Regions from separate parts of the Rattus norvegicus genome. Here region 2 is linked to region 1. A link is a contact called in public Hi-C data. All regions are on one chromosome and are shown on one strand. The core of a region is the stretch at or near the end of the contact, and the rest is flanking DNA. Distances in the headings are between cores, read along the strand shown.

Region 1 (3,839 bases), core at 891-3,390:
ATCAAGCACTTAGAGACGACTGGAGAATCTTCCATTCCCCACGTTCCCCCTTTTCTAGTCAATAAAAACCTGAGGCACTGCGTACAATGTGTGCACTGCAGACTCCGCTTCTACAGAGACCGTGGCCCTTCAGCTGTTTTGACTCAAGGGAACATTCTGTCTCTGGGGAGGCCCGTCTTCCTTTAACCTTCATGTAGCCTCCATCCAGCCTGATTTGACACATGCAACAAAAATAAATCTTAAAAAAAATGTGTTCTCTCTTGAGTTCTACCAGAGCACCAAGTACATGTAGCTGTGCTTTGCCTAACATGAAGGCTGATGTTGCTTGTTCAAAGCTAAGTGGAATGTTTAATTCAAGGACTTCTGAATGCGTTGTCATTCAGAGACCAGTCCTTTCAGGGACCATTTAGACCCAGCGCGTTGGAGTATGCCTTAAGCCAGTATCAGTGAGGTACACAAATGTAAGAGTTGGGCCCGGCGACATACAGGGAAGGTTATGCATGTGAAAGCAGAGATGGGAGCCACGGATCTGTAAGTCAAGGCACAGCTAAAATTGACAGCGAAACAGCAGCTAGGGAGCGAGGGGAACACTCTCCCCTTATTACCCTCCTCCCACCCCAAGGAAAAGTCTGCCCAGGCTACTCTGGGAAAGTGGCAAAAACATTTTTAGTCTGTTTGTGGGCACTCCACACAGGAGATAGAGCAGCCAAATCTTCCCTGACCACTGCTAGAAAGTCTGGCTTTGGGCATGAGAGGTTATACTTAAGTATTTAATCCTTTTATAACCGGAACACTATTGAAAAATAAGTACTGTAACCATATACATGCTACAGAAAAGCAAGTGAGAAAATTCTGCTGAGGAGTAACACAGCACACTGTATCACGAAGGATGAAAACTGTGGTTTTATATAATTGGCTGCTTTCTCCCAACCTAGGCTTCCCTGCTTCTTCCTTGGAACTCACAGTCAGAGAGACACTGACCCAGGGCACTGTTCCTGCTTGGGAATGTTTAGACAAGTTCCAAAGTGCAGCCCTAGATGGAAGGAAGAAAGTTACAACGTCCAGTGGCTGTCCTGATTCCAGAGTGTGACACAGAATCCACCGAGTCTCAGTGTGGTTTGGAAGGTTAAGTTACTAAGTGAAATCAACAGAACCCAAAGGAAACACATGCTTTTCAGTACTGAATTCACTTCACTTCCCAATCTCTCTCTCTCTCTCTCTCTCTCTCTCTCTCTCTCTCTCTCTCCTTCCCACTCTCCCCCTCCCTGTTTCGCACATCACACACACACACACACACACACACACACACACACACACACACACACACACACACACACACACACACACATTCTCATTCTGCAACCCTGGGGGAGAGAAGGCAGCTGCAGAAGCCAAAAACCCTCCCCAGCCCTAATTAAACCCTCCAAGTCTCCAGGCAACGCAGCTAAGGAAAAACATCATTTCCAAGCTGAAGACCCCCAGCCCCCAGCCCCGGCAAAGGAAACAGGTCGTTTGGTTTAATCAGCCTACGTGCACATTCTCTCTCCCCAGGTTGCCAAGACCGAGCCTGTACCTAGCAGAGGTATTTGTGTAATCAAAGCTTCTGGAACTTTCCCTGCCAAGGCTACCAAAGTGAATAGGCTCCTGAGGTAAAAATGTTCCCCTGCTGGGGACGGCGCCCTTGAAGTCTACATCAAAATCAAGAAAGGGTCACAGCTGTTGCGGCACCCCACAGCGGAAAACTTGCAAGAGATCCCAGCCTGCATCACTGCGCTGCTTCAGGTCGGCAGGAAACAGGCCCTATTTGCCTCAGAGAAGGGGGGTGGGGTGGGTGGGTGGGTGGAGAGACAGAGAGGGGGAAGAGACGGGGTGGGGTGGGAGAGAGACAGAGAGAGACAGAGACAGAGACAGAGACAGACAGACAGACAGACAGACACACACACACACACACACACACACACACACGGACACAGACACACACACAGAGACACAGAGAGACACACAGAGACAGATTGATTTTCAAAAAAGGCTCCATCAGTATCCTCTGAGACGGACGGACGAGACCCGCCCCTACATCTAGGAACCCCACCTCCAATCGAGTCAACCACATCAGTCTCCTGAGAGTTGAGTGTGCTGCACATTGGCCGAGAGCCACTAGATGGCAGCAGATTAACTCTTCAGATGCCAGAATGGGCTCTGGGTTGAGTCTGAGTCGAAGTAAAGGAAAAAACGAAGGCCTTTTTCTCCCCAATATTCTTGGCAAACGTTCTGCGAGAAGGGCTTTCTGGTGACCCCCTTGCATGGCGGCTGTGTACGCTATAGGTTTCATGACTTGCCTCATGGTTCCAGGACTAAAAATGCTTTAGGAAATTTATGCATGTTCAAATTTATTTTAATAAATATTAAGTATAATAACATGTGAATCCATTCCATTTTCTGGACCAGGGCCCTTGCCCTATGGGAAATACCAAGGGGAAGATGGCATTAAAAAAAACAAACAGTGTTCTTGTAGCTGGACACCTTGCAGGATACAGGGTTAGTTTTGCTATGGACAAATTGGAAATTAGAGAAGATGGAGTTCTACAAAACTTTGATGATGCCGGTTTTAGGCTTTTAGAGTGAGAGGTGCTCTAAAATGTGGGAGCTATCAGAAAGAAACTTGGCCACCAGGCCTAGAAGCAGTTGCTGCTTAGACCACAAGGAAACAAATCTTTCTCTGGGGCATTCTGGCGGCTGCAAAGAAGTCCCCTGCATCCCCACCTATTAAACTTCTGCCACAAATATAAAAATACAGTGGTGGTGATTGGAACAGGGGCCAGAAAGGTGAAAGAGATTTACTTCAGGAGGGAAGAGAGAGTTACCAGCCACAGGAGGAATAAAGTCAGGTGGGAGGAGCAGCAGCTGGGGGGAAAAGTTGTGCTTATGTGTGAAGGGTTTGGGAGACCACAGACATCTGAGGAGGGCAAGCAGGAGGAGGGAGCCATAGTGTGAGTGAGCTTTAGGACTCAGGTGGAGTGAAAGGCAACTGGAAGGTGTTGGCCGAGCAGTGGGGATCCCCTTTGATACAAGAGAGTTCAGCGAAGATGGAAATGCTCTCACAATTATTATTCCTTGGTCTGGAGGTTGCCTAAGACACAAGGCAGCATGGGTGGTAAAATGGACTCTCTTCACTCTCCTTAGCTGTCTAGGTGGTAGGGCACCAACTGCAATCTCGTCCTCCTTTCTAAATAAAATCTCTTTTAGTGGACACACAAAAACAAGGTTGACACTCAAGAACACACTTGCCCAATCCAAATTCTGGATGCCTCAAAGAACTTTAATATAGTTAGCATGGCCATTTGGAAATGGGGCTTTTGCTTAGGGTTATACAATTAGACATTTCATTGTCAAAGTTTTTTTTTGAAGCTATGGAGAGGTGGGAGAGTGAGGGAGAGAACCAGAGTAGAATTAAAACTAAAAACAAACAAGCAAACAAGCAAACAGTTTCCATCCTTTTGAAGGACTCCTGCTTCCTCCTCATCTTCTATCAGCCTTGGAAGGTCTCCTTCCTATATGTTATCCTGTACTACACGTATGTTTGTTTACATACATGTATGTATATGTTATAGGTTAGGATCTACCTATGAGAGAGAACTTTTTTTCCTTTCTAGGTCAGGTGACCTTGTTTAATATTATGCATTCTAAGTCCATCCATGTCCCTGCAAATTTCAATTTCTTTAGAGATGAATAATTTTATTCTAGGCTTGGCCGGGTTTTTATTAACTATTCATCTGTTGATGGATATCTAGCTTGTTCCCATTCCTTGCTATCATGAATAAAGCAGCAATAAACAGATATGC
Region 2 (4,338 bases), core at 1,797-4,296, 72 kb before region 1:
AAAATGAGGAAATTCGTAGAAGAGGCAGGGAGCATGAAGTAGGGTTAGAGACACTGTGCTTATCGGAGGCTCTGGTTTACTGTTATCGCCTGCCGCTATTGCTAAAATGTGTGAAGTATTTTTACCAGTAGACTGCATAGCAATGGTGTTACATCTCTGGCCATTTGTCCCTTATCCACTGCAATCTACTTTTATTCATTGGTTTGTTTTCTCTAGACATTCGGGTCAGTATGATTTCCTATGTTAGAATGACGGATGGGCTCTCATGACTTACACTGAAGTCTAGAGCTTTTCCCTCTGTTTTTAGGCCCTGTGATCTGACTCCAGCTTCACTCCCCTTCCTCACGGCTCTCCACACCTCTTCCACTCCACTGAAGACAAGTCAACGGTCCCTATGCACACCTCCCACCCTGCATCACTGTCCCTTCATCTGGAATATAGATCTTGTTTCCTTTTTGATTTCCTGCTCAAGTGCCATCTAGCAAGCCTTGCTAGCCCATAATAAACCCGTGGCTCTTGAGACCCCTATCCTTTGTCATTATCCAGGTGTCAACGGAAGACCAATACTTCAAATTTGTACCTGCGTGTCCTGCGTCTGGCACCTGGTATACTGTCGGATTCTGTCTTAGATTATTTATTTATTCATTCACTTTTTCTCTTTTTAAAACATCTTAGCTCATCTCTCATATATATTACATCCAGACTACAGATTCCCTCCCTCCTCTTTCCCCAGTCCCCCCACCCCACTTCCCCAGATCTATTTCTCCTCTGATTCCCTTCAGAAAAGGGCAGCCCTCCCATGGATATCAACTAAACGTGGCATATCAAGTCTCAATGAGGCTAGGCACATCCCCTCACGGTAAGGCTGGATGAGGCAACCCAGTAGAAGTGAAAGGGTCCTCCAAACAAGGAAGAGTTAGAGGCAGCCTCTGTTCCCACTGTTAGGGGTTCCACAAGAACACCAGGCGTCACCACTAGGTTAGACCAGCACAGACTCCCTGACTGTCATTTCAGTTTTTGCGAGTGCCTATGAGCCCCAAAAAGTTGAGTCTATGGGCTGTCTTATTGTGGTAGCCTTAACGCCTCTGGCTCCTATAGTCCTTCCTCCCTCTTCTTCTAGAGGGTTCCCTGAGCTCCAGCTAATGTTCGGCTGTGTTGTTTTAGATTTCTAAGTAAGAGTTTGTCAATACTCAGATACTACATTTGGGGCTAAAAATTATTACTATTTTTTGTGGTGAGTTGTATTGTTTACCTAAGACAATTGACAGTTACTCTTTCCTCTACTTACTAGGGGATGGTAACACCTTCTGCCCACAGTCGTGCCCATGAAAACACCCCCAGACATTGCAACATGTCTCTGGGATGTCAGATTGACCTCCAGTTGGGAATCACTTCCACTGAGTCCCTCCACGAGACCCTGGAGGTGTGAACCTGGGTGGACCTCAGAGGGCTCTTATGAAAAAGGAACAATTCACGTTATGCCTTCACTAACTGGCAATAGAAACACGAGACCCACTGTGAAGCTTTGCACGGGAGATAGGGAAGTGAATGGAGGCCGTGCAGGGCGAGCGATTTATCCTATCATGTAAAGGTTAGGAGCCGGAGTCAGGATTCCAGGAGGATCCCCACCACTGGGATCCGTAACAGAGGTGAGTCTCTCAAACTCTCAGAGCTTCAATGATTTCATTCTGAAAATGGGATTAAAAATGGAGACCCACATTTGTGAAGACAAATCAGATTATATACATCATGTAGTTAGCCCAGAGCCTGGAATGTAGAACGTACTTAATATTCATTCATGGCTACTATCGCCACCACGACCAACAGTTAGGATGCATTTCTATCCTTCCAGAGGTCATAGTATGTGATTTCCACTTGGTCACTGGGCTGTGGTCTGAATCTGGCGATTCAGATCCCAGTATTCTCAGAATCATAGTCCCCTGACATAATGAAGTCACAGCCTCATGCTGGACGGACCCTTTACATTAGACTTGTGGGTGTTAACGTCTAATGGGAGTTCCCTTTCGGCCAATAGATACTATCTTCACACATAGCTGTTGCTGGGAAACTCAGTAGCTGCATTATTGCACGCCTTGGAGTGCAATAGATTGGTTATATAGGATCAATACTGGATATCAACGTGTATTGATTCAAGGAACATGCACCTGCCTGAAGCTCACAAACACACAAGCTCAAAGACTTTAGGTTCTAAGAAACACTCACTTTTTAAAGCCAGTTGGCATTAGCTTGATTTTTGGAGCAAACAGCTGTATGAACAGCTGCTTTGGCTCAGAGAAGAAAGCTGGGACAGAAGCTCAGGGATCAACCACAGGTAGTTGGTGGGGCCAGTTACCTCCTTTAACCAGTCAGCTAAGAACATGTGTCAGGGCAGGCTAGCCTACAGAAAGAGGAAACGACTCTCTTCCCTTACAAAATAAACACCAAACAGGTCAGTAAAATGTAGGTCTGAACTAGGTCTATGACCACCAAACTGACATAGGAAAAGGCATTTAACTTTCAGAAACCTGTCTTTACTCGCCTGTAAAGGGAAGCTGTGGGATGAACTTGGCAGATGTAACTTACTGCTCTGCACACTGGAGAGGGGGTACTGCAGTAGTCTGTACAGTGCAGACTTACTGTAGACTTTACTAGCCATCGACAAAATGTCTGACAAACGTAAATGTAACTGAGATTTTTTTTTTCATTTTTTTAATTCATTAGGTGTCTGTTCTTTGATAGGCTGGTTTCATTCTTTGATTGGTTGGCTCGTTCATTCATCCGTTCAATCATGCCACAGTTGTCGGAGCACACACTCTTCCCTGAGCCTATACTGGGATCGTGGACTGCCTTTGTCCTCAGGTGGGGTTTATGTAAAGCAGTTAGATCAATTCCTAGGTCAGAGTGCAGGCCTTTGTTGGAAATGTTGTTGCTAGTGCCTGGGACCAGGTCCGGGCATCTCAAGGCAGATTGCTTTGGGGTCGCACTGACGCTTGCCTGGTCGCCGGTAGGTGGCGCCAGACGCCCTGGAGGAAGGCGCTGCGCCGGGCCCCACTGGCCTGGCTCCGCCCACCGCCGGGTCCGGTGCCTCCCGCTCCGCCTTCCGAGCAGTCGAGTGCGTCTGAGGCGATCCCGTGCCAGGCTTGGGGACGCTGCCAGGTTTCTCTCAAATCTTGGCCCTAACAAAGGGAAGCAAATTACAAAAATGGAAATTTTCAAACTAGCGTTCAGTGGTATTGAAATCGACGTTTGTGTAGCACGCAGGCACAGACCACATTCGTGCTATTTTGTGATTAAAACGATACCTAAAATACCTCTTTGCTTTAGTTTTCGTCTTCTAAAACGGCCTCTTCCCCCCTTCTAATTGCTGCCTTACTTTGGGGGAGCGGCGAGCCCCTGGCCACGGTAGAATTGCTAACATTTGCATCAGGACAGTTGAAATCTGGCCTGGGCTGCTATTCTCTGTCTCTCTCTGTCTCCCCCCGCACCCCCCGCCAGTCCCCATCCTTCCCCCTCCCCCCTGTCTCTTAGACTCCGCTGTTTCTGTCCTCTCTCCACCCCCCCACCCCCTTCCTCCTTTTCTTTGGGAGTTGAACTTTAACCTAACCGTGTGTGTACTTTCAGCCTGGGGGAATACAGATAAAGACATTTCTAGGCACTGTACCGGGAAGGTTTGAAGGTTTGTGTTTTGTGTACTTGGTTTCAAGTCTTAGGACAGCGTGTAAATCCTCAAGGTTCATCTTGATTCAAGCAGCAAAACCCGACCATGGCCTTGCCAGAGCTCTGGTTACCTTGCTCTCACATTAAAAAAAAAAAAAAAAAAAAAAAAAAGAACAAAACCAATAAAAACCAATGATTTTGAAGCGGGTGTTGAGCTGGGTTTTGAATGGATTTTACTTAACATGAAGTTGTATAGAGAGCCGACTGTGTCCTCTTGGCTTGTTTTTGCAGTTGCTAGACAGGCCCAGTCCCCAGTGGGCTTGTGTGAAAGGCGTCCTCCTCCCACCCCAGCTCTCCGCACCATTTCTTTCCTTGGAAGCTTTGGCTGTCTCCTTCTGCAGCTGTGTTTGCAGTGCCTGGAGACAGGTGGGGGAGTAGCCTCCCGCTGAACCTGCCAATTCCCTCTCCAAGGACTGTCTGAATAGCTATTAAAAATTAAAGGACACCACACACACACACACACACACACACACACACACACACACACACACACACACTTTCGTTCTTTGTTTTCTGATGGCGGTCACCGTCACACCAGGGCAATGGTACTGCTTTGCCTTGCCGACTGAGATTAAATTCTACAGTCCTTCTCTTGTCTGCATTTTCCAGCCCACAAGAACA

Evidence for each region. A called contact is a pair of places that touch in the nucleus more often than the background predicts.
Region 2: a Hi-C map of the A7r5 cell line shows a contact between it and region 1, with 2.9 times the contacts expected there. The contact joins two enhancer-like sites. A contact is called at or near these places in 7 of 12 Hi-C or Micro-C datasets (the A7r5 cell line, Schwann cells, frontal cortex and 4 more).

Annotation. Positions count from the first base shown.
Region 1 is chr5:118,028,347-118,032,185 of GRCr8, reverse strand. No RefSeq gene overlaps it. Among named protein-coding and RNA genes, the nearest start is that of Rps18l5, 82 kb to the left of the region's middle. Within about 2 kb of position 2,140, at least 36 of the 93 cell types and tissues checked have an H3K27ac peak or open chromatin away from gene starts, as enhancers often do. A contact at or near this core is called in the A7r5 cell line, where this site is marked.
Region 2 is chr5:118,100,484-118,104,821 of GRCr8, reverse strand. It overlaps LOC134479011 (a long non-coding RNA gene), which reads left to right. Exons shown (of 2, transcript XR_010051933.1): 2 at 308-526. Among named protein-coding and RNA genes, the nearest start is that of Rps18l5, 9.9 kb to the left of the region's middle. Within about 2 kb of position 3,046, at least 56 of the 93 cell types and tissues checked have an H3K27ac peak or open chromatin away from gene starts, as enhancers often do. A contact at or near this core is called in the A7r5 cell line, where this site is marked.